Regions from separate parts of the Rattus norvegicus genome. Here region 1 is linked to region 2. Evidence: chromatin contacts called from public Hi-C data. All regions are on one chromosome and are shown on one strand. The core of a region is the stretch at or near the end of the contact, and the rest is flanking DNA. Distances in the headings are between cores, read along the strand shown. Region 1 has its middle 150 kb from the start of Mtx2. Region 2 holds the start of Hoxd4 (homeo box D4).

Region 1 (6,750 bases), core at 1,324-3,823, 270 kb after region 2:
CTCATCCAGATCATGACCCTGCGATGCAGATTCTACAAGAATGATCCTGAGATGGAGAAAGAGTGCTGAGGGTGAGGAAACTGACTCAGCGAGGTTTATAGGCCGTGGTCGAGACGGCTGGAAATGCTTGAATTCTGGTGCTCGCTGCCTCCATAAATGGGTGTTGAGAGTCAGTATATACACGACCAGCAATCTCCTCTCACTACCAATTTCTGTCGAGCATCTAATGAGTACCAGAGACATTTGATATACTAGGTGAATTTGGATACTACTACTACTAGTACACACACACACACACACACACACACACACACACACGAGAGAGAGAGACAGAGACAGAGAGAGACAGAGACAGAGAGAGACAGAGAGACAGAGACAGAGACAGAGAGAGACAGAGAGAGAAGAGGGGGATACAGCAGTTGGTGAAGTATTTGGATTTAAGCTTCAGTCTTCCTGGGTTCTAATTCTGACTCTGCTTTAATTTATCACTGTGTGATAACACAAGAGAGTAGAGGCCCCTGCTCAGAGAACTTACCATTTTCACAGTGCCCAGGACAGTGTGAGAAACCACTCGGCTTTTATGAGAGTTTGATTAATAATTCAATTAGCTTTTCAAATGTTCCTGAAATAGTGTAGAGTGAAACCTTGTAGGCAGCAAGAGCTGGCTATGCAATAGTCAGCCCAGCAAGAAAATCTTTATAAGAAAATGAAAAAAAAAAAACCCACCCACCTATCAAATGAAAAATCCATAGCGGAGTTTTAAATGAGAACACTGCCCAAATGTGTCTTCTGAGCTGTGAAGCATAATGCAAGGAGCTAAACCGTCTAATCGTATTTGAAAGAAAAAAAAATACATACGTTATTTAAAATATTTAGTTAGGTGTAGTTGTGCCTGCCTGTAATCTCAGTATTGGGGAGTCTGAGGCAAGAGATTACAATAGAGCCATTGTGAGCCTCAGATTACTGATTCTGGGTTCCAGGGCACCATTCTGTATGCTCCTAATTTATTTGTTTTAAAGATGTTTTAGGCCTGTATAAAATGGGGCTAATTGTTTTGAATAATGAGTGGGCTACTTGTTTTAATTATTCACAGGCTGGAGAAAAGAGGGTCTTTCCCACACATACCCACACTGTCAAGTGACACTGTTCATCCTGGAGAAGTTAAAACAGAGGGCCACTTTAATACTGCCGCCTATGTGCACGCCCATGTGCGCAGTTGGTTCAGGCTTTTATGAGACGGTCTAGGAATTCCTTGTGCTTTTTCAGTTGGCCACGAAAGCAGGCAAGACCATCTTTTAACTTTTGTGGTCATGCGTTCAACCTTCCTCACAACCCACATTTAATTTCATTGACTGTCTTTTCTTTTTTCTTCAGATTTTGCTTTTAATCCTTGTCACAAGAGCCGCCTCCCATCAAAATGTTCATTTTCATTAGAGATGGGAGGAAGATTTCTCGGAGGGGAGTGTCTGCTTTGAAGGAAGAAGCAGAGGGTTAGAGAAATCAAAATGCCAATTATGCGTAAGGTCGGCTGGTGAGGAGCAAAGCTATATATAAAGGCCACAGAGTTTACTGCAAAAGGGTGCCCCCTGCTGGAGGTCCCTTCAATTGCGTCACCTCGAGGCTCAGTTCAGTTCGTAACCTAAAGCAGCTGCCTTTCCCAGTGCCAACTCAGATTCTCTGCAGATGTTTTCTTATGACCCATCCAAATGCTTGCTAAATATCATCTGTTAATTCCCCCAAACATCCTGGGCCTAGTTCTTTTATGTGTAACTCGATTCAAGGTCTTAAAATAGATGACAGCAAAAATTAAAAAAAAAAAAAAAGTACCACAAAGGTACAATTGCCATGAATATCAACACATGACCCCATGCAGTAGGACTCCAATCTTAAAGGACATTCCAGCTGTTTTGTGCCAAGTGGAAGTAAGGCATGGGGCTATCATTCCTGGTCTTTAACTTTTGATCATAGGATTTCAATGAACCACTATATATATATACATATATATGTATATATATATACTGTGTGTGTGTGTGCGTGTGTATAGATATATGTGGTCTCAGTCACCCTCCTTCTATCCCCTAGTAAGCCACCCCCACCCCCGTACCCTCAAGCAGGACTTCAGTACAATTGGATGGAGGTAAAATTGCTGTTGTCCGTGTCCCTCCCTTTGTGGGTGAAGGCTGACCGTCCTCTGCTGCTGGCTGGTACAGGCTTCATTTGATAAGGGAATTCACACTCTTCCAAAGATTGTTTGCCATGTAAAATGAGGTCCTTGGATAGAAAAAGAAAAAAAAATATTACTGCAAAAAGAAGGATTTCCTCCCGGTAAAATAGTTGTTATTTGGGGAAATGGTGTAGCCCACCCATCAAATCACACACCAGGATTCCCCTTGGAAAGAGGATCGGTTGCCATGGTAACCAAACCTCCAGCAGTTTCCCTCAAGACAGTGGAGACCGGTTCTGGGAGGAAATCTGGAGATGGCAGAAGTCCACTGAGAGGCGGAAGTCCACCAAAGAGGTCCCAGGTCGTCACCACACCCACGGGTTCCTAGCAGCATTAGGGAAGCAGCCTAGGGACCAGTTGTGGCTTTGCTCCAGGATACTAGGAGCAGGCAGCTGGGTTGGGAATCCTTTGTGCTAAGGGAGGTCTGCCGAAGACAAGCAGCCTCTGATTATAGGATGTTTCATCAGAGCAGCTGCAAGCCATCAGCTCCTGACTCAGTGCCTTTCTGAGGGTCCACCCTAAGGAACTTTCCAAGCTGTGTGTACTGAACTTTATTGGGAAGGCTCGACTACTGTCAGGGTTCTTTTAAAGGGGAAGGCAGACTAAACCGCCATTGTGTTTTTCAAAACAACCTTCAGTTAGGCAGGTGCTTTCCTCAGCCCGGCAGTGTCTCACCTGGGAAACTGACTGCACTCCCCATCCCACAGCTACTATGTAAGAAACTCTAGGTAGGACCCACTCAATGGTGTTTTTGCAAACGTTCTGGGTCTTTTTGGTGCACGCCAAAGTCTTAGACTCACGGAAGTGATGAGAAGTCTGTGATAGAGTTCTACTAGGACATGTGAGAGGAATGACAAGGGCTGAAAAGGCAACTCCAGTGACTTCAACCTCCTGAGACCAAAGGCAAGTTCTTGATGCTTATCGCCTGTTGCCTTCCTCCTCTTCCGGGAGTTATCACGTCCTCAGTGTCTCGTTGAATCCAGACAGACATGAATACTGTTCGAATCGTAGATATCAGCCTATGGAGGGCTACAATTTGCTTAAAGGTTGGACTCTCCATCTCCTAAGCTCTCTGTAGAGACACTGAGGCTCTCTAGAGAGCTTTCTAATATCCTGTACATGGTATCCAGCTTTAACTTCAGGGAGATTCTCCAGGAAACTAGTGCGAGACGCCGTGGGCTTTTGAAGAGAGCATTGTAGTGTGGATGCTCATCTCCCATTACGCATAGTTTGAAGAGTGCTAGGCACAGCTCCCTTGGAGTATAAGGACTTGAATGACACCCACCACCAGTGGAGGTTACCTACTGAACACATCTGGCACACTAGTACTTCTACTGACTCTCAGCACACCCCCCACAGCATACAGTAGGGATTAAGAGATGACGCTAATGAGAAGTAACTCAAACAAATTCCTAAAGCTAGGGAGTGTTCTCTTCAGCATCACAACTCCTGATGGTCTAGTTCCAAGAACCATGGGTAGCTACAGCCTCCCTTATATGCTCGTATATGGGCTACCTCCTTCCTAGATCTGCAGAAGTCACTTTGTTTTGGTGCTGGGACTTAAGCCCAGGGACTTGTATATTGGAGACAAAAATGCTACCACTGAGCTCTGCCCACAGTCTGGCTCCTTCCTTTCTGGACCCCTGTTTCTATCGCTGTTGATAATTTGTGGATGTTTGCATGGTGTCTATCTCATCTTCACAGTAGTCCTTTGAGGGAGGACTGTCAAGATCTCTCTGTTGCAGAAGAGGAAACCGAGGCTCTAAATAGACAAGTAGCTTGTCTGAAGTCCCATAGTTAGCAATACAGCTGAACCACCATCCAGACCAGGAAGTACATTCATATTTAATGGACTCAATTCTGCCACTTAGCATGCGATGGCGGGTATCCAGATCTGTGGTCATCAGGTTGTTGATGTAGACTTTTTGAGTTACCACTTGTTTTTCTTTCATATATTCAAGAAAGTCCAGGATTTAGAGTTCTTCATGACTACTATTGGTTTTTCCATTCGTTCACGTGTGTGGGGGTGCACTCGTGTGTATGTGTGCATGCGCGTGGAGGTCAGGGAACACTTGTGAGGATCAGTTGTTCTCTGAGCTACATGTTGGCTAAATGATAGCTTAATTGATAGGAGTCACATGCCATACAATTCATCTGCGAAAGTGTGTAATTCTGTGGCTTTTGGTATATTTATGAGTGGAAATGAAATGACAGCTTCCTAGAACCAGGTTTCTCTCCCTTCCACTGAGGGCTCCAGGGATCGAACTCAGGTCATCAGGGCAAGCTAGCCTTTACTTGTCCGAGTCATCTAGCAGGAAACAATCTTTTGTGTTTCTACTTCCAGTCCCCACTAGGAGTTGGATTTTTTTGAGTTAAAACCTCCCAAGTAGGTTGTTGGTGAGCTCTTGGGTGGGGCTCAGCCAGAAATTCCACTCCTAGGTGAGAAGCAGATGTGAAAAAGGTTGAGCAGTTTGAGGACCCGGATGCTCTAAAGCGGCTGCATGTTTTGCATCCCCAGGAGTGGATGAAGATTCCCATTTCTCCACTGCTTGACCAGCATGTGTGATGTCTGTCTCTTTGATTGTAGCCATCCGCGTGGGTGTAAAGTGGTGTCCCATTTGGTTTTGATTTGATGGCTAATCTGGAGAGTTTTGAGCATGGTGGTGACACAGTCTGACTTGGGTTTCAAAGGAACTGTGTGGATAAGAATAGACTGGAGTGAAGAGGAGGGAGAGGTCAGGGAACTGATAGGAGGGCATTGTATTATCCAGGTGGGAAAAATGGCGGCAAGAGAAACGGTTAGAAGGGATAGAATCCTGACATGGAGGATGTCCCCTGTCACAAGTGTAAGATCTCCAGGATCAGGAAGACAAAGATTCCATGGTCATCTCTTAGAAACAGAAATAGAACAAATGGGACTCACTGTCAACCAACCAAGGCCTTCCTTATCCTCAATAAAGACAATAGTAACCTGGGAACCACAAGTCTGTGGGAGTGGTTGATACCTGGATGAAGGGTTTGGTGGCCTAGTAGGGGTGGCCCATGAACATGACCATAGGACTTCTGTCAGGAGGCTTGACTTTGAGACCCTAGCTGGGAGATGATTTTATTACATCATTGGACACCTCTGTGGCCCAATTGTAATCAGAGAAGGAAAACTCATTCCTAACTCTGCCAGGTTACTGTTGGGTAAGTATAGGGGATTCAAGACTTCGCAGTGACTTTTCTCAGAGTTGGGCAATACAGAGACCATCTCAAAAAGACATCATAAAGAGAGAAGGGGGCCAACATACTAGGACTCATACTTTCTGGCTTTCAAGTGTTTCTTTCCTGCAGCCTTTTAGAAAATGTAAACACAGAACAAAGGACAATAAACAGATGGAAACCTTAGGTAGATATTTTATGTAGATACACAAGATTGTGTTATGCCTCGAAATAAATAAATAGACTAGAAGTGTGTATCAATGGATTTAGGGACTGTAACAATCGATGGCTTCAGTCTAATTGAGTTCAAAATCCGTAGCCACTATCAAGCCTCTGTAAAAGACAGTTGATCAATCAAACTGTGAGTGAAAGAAAGGTAAGGCAATGGCTGACAGGACTTGCTCTTACTGAACATCCTTCATACTTTGAAGAAACCAAACACACGGGTTTCTGGGTAGAAAGGAAGGGGAGAGTTTTTCTGACATGATGGCTGTGGAGCTTGCAACTGGAAAACATCTCAAGAACAGATTATCTACTCCACAGTGGATCGAGTGTGTTCTGTGCCTTGGCTCCCCGGCTCTGCTTTAAAATGAAAACACACAATTTGGTTTCTGTACCCGATACCCATTTGATTTATTAGGCGCAGTCTAGAAATGTTTGAAAACACATATCATCATGCAATTACGAAGCTAAGAATGACAGCCCTCATGACAAGTGGTTCTGAGGGCTTGCAGAGGAGGGGGAAGCATCAACCTTTCCCATTTGTCTTATAATTAAAGAATACTGAGGTCTGCACCCGGGATTGTGTTACTCTGAGATCGATGAAGATTCGGGAACTTCTCGGTCCTCCTGCTTGATGACTACTGTGAGCTGGAGGTGACCTGGAGAAATGGCTGTGCTGGCGCCTTTTCTGTTGGAGTCTCTCCTTGGCCTGGTACTCCTGATAGCTTGGATAGCTTGGCTGCTGCTGCAGAGACTGTTTGCCCGGCCCAGTTCCTTTTCCTCTGGAGCACACAAAGAATCCACATTTCCTGTGACTTTTTTTTTTTTTTTTTTTTTTTTTTGGCCAACTGTATGTGAATGGTGTGATGTTTATTCGGAAAATGCAAAGATGGTCTTACCATGACAAAACCCATTATTATTCACCGTATTAATACATCACAGGAAAAGAAGAACATCTGATCCCTTTGAAAGATGACCCAGTGCATTTCCATTTCCACTTAGCCCAGGGTCATGGCCACGCTATTTACACCAGTTCTGATCTGTGGAGTTTCCTAAAGTGCAGATCCCAAAGATAAAAAGATCGGAAATGGTTTGCATTC
Region 2 (6,650 bases), core at 3,981-6,480:
GGAGGAAGACGGAGCCGAAGGCCCCACAAACTAAACCTTTACATTTCATCATAGACTGTTAAGACTAGTGATCAGTATAAGTATATACTGGTGGACGCCACCGTTTCTCCCCTCTTCCTTTTTGGAAAGGACTTTACCTGTGTTTCAAGCTACCTTAATGTCGCTGCTCTTGAGGTTTCTGCGCTTTGAAGGGGACTTGGGTGTTTTCAAAGAAAGTAGTTTTGTAGTGTCGCATAGAGGCAGTCCTTGAGCTGGTCCGTAGAGGGTAATTTGATACTGACCTTGTAGCTATATTTTTATAATGGTAGTTTTTAACGTCTGAGCTGGTGATTTGCCTCAACAACATAAACTTCCTAATGATCAGCACTAGATGATTGAATATAAAATGCTTTATTAATCAAACAAGTGCACTTGAACATTTTAAATCTTTATGGTGAGTAAATTAAAAGAAGTTTATTAATAATGTTTTTAAAATTATGCCTGCAAAATATTTACTTTATTATTTGATTAAATGTATTATTTATATTTTTCTTTCTGCTTTTGTAACAATGGTTTGCGTGTCTTCTGGTTTACTTCCAGAAGGTTCCTTTGAGCATTTTGTAAATGTTGTCAGGGAAGAGTCTGGGCCAAATATTGGAAAAGCACATTAGCTGAAGAGTGCAATGTACTGTCCAGGCTGCCGGCTTCCTTAAACCTGGGAGTGTTGTGCCAGTGAGTTTAAGGATGATGTCAAATTTAGTCCTGTGTCTGTAGTTTGTACAAATTAAGGCCATCAAATAATCTAGAGAATTAATACTTGAAATCTTATTGCAACATTTTCACTAACTGTTCGTCCTGGCAAGTGGCCTTGCTTTCATTTTGAAGCCCGCTTGTGATCACCTGGGATTTCTAGGTCTTTGCTCTATGCTGCTTTTTCAAGTAGGTGCCATATTTATTGTATTCTCCTTGCACTGCTCCTATGCTTGCTGTGTTCATCTCAGATGTCGGTTGGTACGTCCATCCTCTGCTGTTCTTCAGGAAAGCCATGGCCTCGCCCATTTGAAATGAGCCCTGAGTGTAAATGCAGAAACTCCGAGTGTAAACAACCGCTCCAGAGCATAGCTCCTTAATAAAGAGATGTACCTCCATAAAGAGCAGGGCTAGTATCTTTAGCGCCGAGAACACCATCCTGGCCAGTCACAAACAATGACTCTCATGAAGGCAGTGACTTAGTCAAGCCTTCTATGTAATAAATGGGTGTGGCTATATAGTTCCAAGTTGTTTGATGGTAATGGTGGTGGTTGTGGTGGTATGGGGGCCTCCTAGAGTGGGCTGACTATCCACACTTCTTTCATTAAATAATTCTGGCATGATACTGTGACAGCTTTGAACTTCAAAAGGAATCAAGTCAAGCCGTAGGCCTGATGACCCAGAGTCCAGGTTACACCATAGCTTGATTCCAAAAGGTCCTAGTTGAAGCTGGGGCTTGGCATCTATTATTAACATGATATCCATCTCCCATTTAGGGCTGTTCATGCAGCTGCCTTTTTATATGGGATTGGGGGGAAGAGAAAAGAAGGGAAGGAAAGGAGAAACAAGTATATTTATATATTATTTCTCATGGGGAAGAAAATGGAAACATCTTAAAGTAGACATTGAGAGCTGGCTGCTTTTTCTAGCCACATTTACTTTGACAGGTGTAGTTTTTGCCTTATTGTTAATATCCAGACAGGTTTCTATTACATCAGTAAAAAAAAGAGTCTTCAGTTTTGAACCAGGTTCACTGCCATGTAGGTGTTAGTGGGTGGTTTGTCTGCTATCTTGTGGATAGCAATAAGATTGGTACTAGCTGGGTTAAAGGCAAGTCACCACCTGGCTCTCCACCCAGAAAAGAGGCCACGGCTGTGACATTTGTCAGCCTAAGCCCGGAAAGACGATTTAAGTCAGGAGTGGCCAAGGCTTAAACATTTGTACAGAGCAGACAGCTGCAGAGGCCAGTGTTGGATTTGGGGATTTTTGCTCTTGTATACTGCCTGAACCAATCGCTCTCTGTGTAAGCTGAGAGCAAGGCAGCCTCAGGCTGAGAGTCTAGCTGGGAAGCCGCCTTAGGTATAAACTACCTGAAGACCAGCGCTGGGTTGGTCGGAACTCCAACTGCTTTTGATTTAAGGGACTTTAAAGGGACTTTACTATCTTTGGGGCTAGAGAGATGGCTCAGCAGTTAAGAGCACTTGTTGCTCTTGCAGAAGACCAAGGTTCCAGTTCTTAGCATCCATGTGGTGACTCACAACCATGTATAATTCCAGGGAATGGAGTGTGGTGCACTCACATTTATGCTGCCAAAACATTTCTATACGTAGAATAAAATCAATAAATTTAAAAATTGTTATCTCCAACTCAAGAATGCCCCCCCTCAAATATCACTCTTCAAACGATAAAATTGGGCAAGATTCCATTAGCAAAAGGACCTACTAAGTGGATGAGTGGGAACAGAAATCAAGGAGAGAAAAGTAAGGTAAAAACGTCACATCTTGGGTTGGGGATTTAGCTCAGTGGTAGAGCGCTTGCCTAGGAAGCGCAAGGCCCTGGGTTCGGTCCCCAGCTCCGGGGGGGGGGGGGGGGAGTCACATCTTTGAAATTCTGACAGACAACTGCTCTGCAGATGAATCTTAGTTTGGGGCTACACTAACCCCTAAACCATAGTCACATTCCAGCTCAAGTACAAATGCTGCTTTGAAGTATAAATTTGGACACACACACATAGATTCCCACATACAGAAAATGTTGATAATAAATGCAGAAATGGATGCTTCTGCAGCTACCAAAGAGCATAGGTTTTCCCAATAAAGACCTTGAGGAATTTCCCTACCCCACTCCTCTCTTCCTCTTCAGGAGACTGGACCCCCCCCCCCCATGGTGTCTCAGAAGAGAGAGAAGCTAGGGGAGCAAGCAAGATGCTTTTCTGATTGGTTCAGATCTGTAAACAGTGAAGCACTGCAGTGAGAAACGAACTTTTGTTTTTGCTGCATAAATTTACATAAACTTTCAGAGACCTGGCAAAACCAGGTGGGCTTTTCTATCCCGAGAGAAGACCTAGAGAGGTCTGTAAACCTATTACAGGAAAATTAAAAGCCCCTCAATGTGAAGACGGGCTAAAACAGAAGAGCCTTCTGAGTGACTAAGAAATACAAAAAGAGGGTGTGGTGGTTACTCCTTTTTAGAGAAAAGTCAATTCAAGGATACCATTTTCTGAGTGGTACTGCACGGAGTGTGCTTCTGCACAGCAGACAAACAGTGCAAAATGGCTGCCTCTCTGCAGTCTCTTCCCATCCCTCATTTCCCCGGGCTGAAAAGGCAAGCGGTAAGCTCTGCTTTTCTTTGGACAGAAGGCAGAAGATATTGAGGCAAACTGAGATTAGTTTTTCGGATGTTTTAAAATTGAACAATCTCTTTACCCACGTCCATATATATAGACCAGGGAATAAACATCAGCTTGTCCATTTACATGTGCAATAACATTGTTTAATTCACGGCTTAAGAATTCACATCCAGTGTCTGTCCTCCATATCTTTGGTGTTTGCTGAAACCTTGGATGCCTGGAAAGGCAAAGAGAAAAACATTTTTTAGTGGACTAGAAAAATTAGGGCCCACTGGCCTTTTCAAGGACTAAGAAGTTTGCTGACAGATGGTGGCAGAAAGCCTTTCGTTAAAATCATCCAAGGTCATCAGAACGTTCTCTTGGACACAAATGGCCTGCACAAAAGGATGTCAGAGTTTCCTACTTAAATAAGTTCACTTCCACTAGCTACTTACAGGGCGTAAAGATGTTTCTGAGAGAGAGCTTCAGCATCTCATGCAGATACTTAGAAACATCTTGCTAGATTGTTCTGAAAAGACTGAGCAGGGTGGTGGCCCCTTCCAGGCAGGCTTGGTCAGCAGTGCCCATGAGAGGAACCCACGACAGCATTGACTTTCGGGTGGGGCTCTCCAGGGAGCTTCCCACTGACAATAATACAAAGGTGAGATGACTTCAACCTTTGAGGAAGATATTTTTTTCCTAGATGTTCTTCTTTTCAAGAACAGAGAAAACCCCTTTTCTTCGCAGAACTTCATTAGACATTTTTCAGTAATCAAACATGGGGACAAGGGGCTGCAATGATTGAAGGAAGAGCACAGAGGATTAGTATTAACTTCCCCAATAAGCGAGATTGATCTTAGGACCTAAAGTGAGAGTAAGGAATTTAGGGGGAGGGGGTTAATAGATTAAAAACCCAACAGTGGGTGCTCAAAATGGTATTTCAGAGAGGTAGACAAGTATCCCAAACTATTAACAGCCCTTGGGATGGGTGGTTGCTCCCCCACCACAGAAACCCGCAGGAGGTGGGAGGGACCCGAATTTAGGTTGGAGCCAAGAGGGTAATGAATGTTCTCTCTCTCTCTCTCTCTCTCTCTCTCTCTCTCTCTCTCTCTCTCTCTCTCTCTCTCTCTCTCTCTCTCTCGGCCTATGCGGCCCTGTTTTCTGGGCAAATTATTGGGATGTGACTTTCCTGAAATGAATGGGTAAAAACTGAGAGTGCCCGACTTTCCTTCTGGACGAGTGTTTTTGTGAGGGAACAGAAGAGAGAAGCCAAGTGACCAACGTGGGGTGAGGGGGAGTGGGACTGGGGGGGGGGGGCGCTGTGGGATGACATCCTCGGAGCTTGAGCACTGCTTGCTTATTTTTCTCCCACATGGCGGACAATTGCACAGACGTTTCGAGCCAAAACAAAACAAAAATGCCTAGTAATTCCTAGAAGAGGTGTGTGTTTCTGGTTGTGTGTGTGTGTGTGTGTGTGTGTGTGTGTGTGTGTGTGTGTGTGTGTGACAGAAAGACACAGCGAGGGAAGAGAGAGAGAGAGAGAGAGAGAGAGAGAGAGAGAGAGAGAGAGAGAGAGAGAGAGAGAGAGAGAGAAGAAAGGGATTCCGAAGAGAAAGGAAAGGGAAAGAAGCAAGATAAAAAAGAGGAGTGGTAGTAAGGAGAGAGAGGAGAATGAGGAGAAAAAGAGAACAGGAAAACATGGCGCTTGCGAGCTGTATGTGCAAAATCCGCAAGGAATTGCAGTAAATTCCTTTTTGTTTGAAGAAAATTTACAACTTGGTAATAGACCTTTTTATGACCTATTTGCGGTCGTCATTGGCTGCGGCTGGTCATGTGCAGGCGCCGCTCGCCTTCACGGCCTTTTTCCTGATTTCCCAGGCGAATTTGCCCCCGCATTCTGCTTTCCCAGAGCCTCACCCCCTCTTTTTCTAACCTTTGTCTCTGCAGAGGTGGGCTCTAGTCGCCGGCTGCGGGATCGCGTGGTCCGCAGCGGCCTGGGCTCCCGCCGCGACTCCACGGCACCTCGCCCCGGGTCGCGATCAGGGCCGCCTCCGGAGTCGGCGGGGAGCCCGGAAGGAGCCCCGGGCGCCGAGCCACCCGCAGCCGCTCACACTCCTGCGGAGAGCCGACCGCCTGCTTCCACAAGGCGACCCGGGCCGCGCACTTCCCACCGGACCCCTTCAGCAACATGAGCCCAAACCTGCGGCCGACGGTAAGCGCAGCCCCGCAGCGCCGGATGGATCCCAGCGGTGGCCCGGGCCGACCGACCGCAGCTCCGCACCCTCCGGGTAAGAGCCGCCCTACTGGCGCCCGAGCTGTCTCCACCACAGCCTTGGCCAATGGGTGCCACTTCCCCTGCTCCCTGCATTATCCAAGAGCCTGGGGATCGCTCTCTGCATCCCCGTCCTTAATGTACGTCCCTTGGGGCTCGAAGTAGGGTCTCGCTAGGCTCAAAAGTGCATAGGGGACTGCTTCGTTCCCACCCCCCGCCCTCCACCCCAGAGATCTCTTGACTTGGAAACCCGCAGACTTGGAACCCCTCCCCCAATCCGCCCTGAGAAGAATGTGCAAATGGTCTCTGGACTCCTTGGCATGGCTGGGGGTGGGGGTTAGTAAGGGTTTCGGATGTATAGGATATTGTGTTTCTGTGGTTTGATGGTGGTCAGAGCTACCCTAGGTTAACAGGTGTTTTTCGAGGATTGGGGCGTGGGTGGGGGTGGGGCGGCTTCGGTGTATTCAGGGTGTGTTTCACGGGTGAGGCCAATTTTTAGGACCTAAGTTTATTGGGCCTTGTGTATAAAGACGCTGTAGTTATTTTCAAACGTTTCTCTAATTTTTAAGGAGAAAATGATAATAACCCAAGCTAGGTTCCTCCTACATCCAATAGTGTGTCAGGTGAATTTGGACTTTTTTCTGTCACGAATTGGATGTTTGTCATGGGAAGTAATATCAGAAAATCTGGTACAGGTTTTAGGATAAAACCAATAGATATTTGAGAAATGCGAGACATTTCGAAGTTCAAACATCGCGTGTGTTTCTCATTTGTCAGAGTAGTGAAAGAGTAGATCTTTTTGCTTTCCAAATGTCTTGTGGTTTTTTTTTTTTTTTCATTTTCCAATAAACACCACACAGCAATCTTTCCCTACTTTGAAACTACTGAACCAAAACGCACAGGAAAAAAAGAAAAAGAAAACCATTGCAGGACATAATGTTGTTTTCCTCCCCAGAATTTTGGATGATATTTGATGATGCATTTTGAAGCCCCTATTTTCTGTTCCTTTGTGAACACACAGGGAAGCATTGAGACCTTAGA

Evidence for each region. Hi-C and Micro-C count contacts between places; a contact is called where the count stands out from the background.
Region 1: a Hi-C map of kidney shows a contact between it and region 2, with 6 times the contacts expected there. The contact joins the enhancer-like site here to the promoter of Hoxd4 in region 2. A contact is called at or near these places in 12 of 12 Hi-C or Micro-C datasets (the A7r5 cell line, the Rat2 cell line, Schwann cells and 7 more).

Annotation. Positions count from the first base shown.
Region 1 is chr3:80,286,443-80,293,192 of GRCr8, forward strand. No RefSeq gene overlaps it. Among named protein-coding and RNA genes, the nearest start is that of Mtx2, 150 kb to the left of the region's middle. Within about 2 kb of position 2,574, at least 4 of the 93 cell types and tissues checked have an H3K27ac peak or open chromatin away from gene starts, as enhancers often do.
Region 2 is chr3:80,016,656-80,023,305 of GRCr8, forward strand. Hoxd4 (homeo box D4) reads left to right here and starts at 5,231. Exons shown (of 6, transcript NM_001105885.2): 1 at 5,231-5,625. LOC120101573 (a long non-coding RNA gene) reads right to left here and starts at 5,788. Exons shown (of 2, transcript XR_005502242.2): 1 at 5,271-5,788; 2 at 3,480-3,575. It overlaps Hoxd8 (homeobox D8), which reads left to right. Exons shown (of 2, transcript NM_001399755.1): 2 at 1-1,134. The coding sequence ends at 34.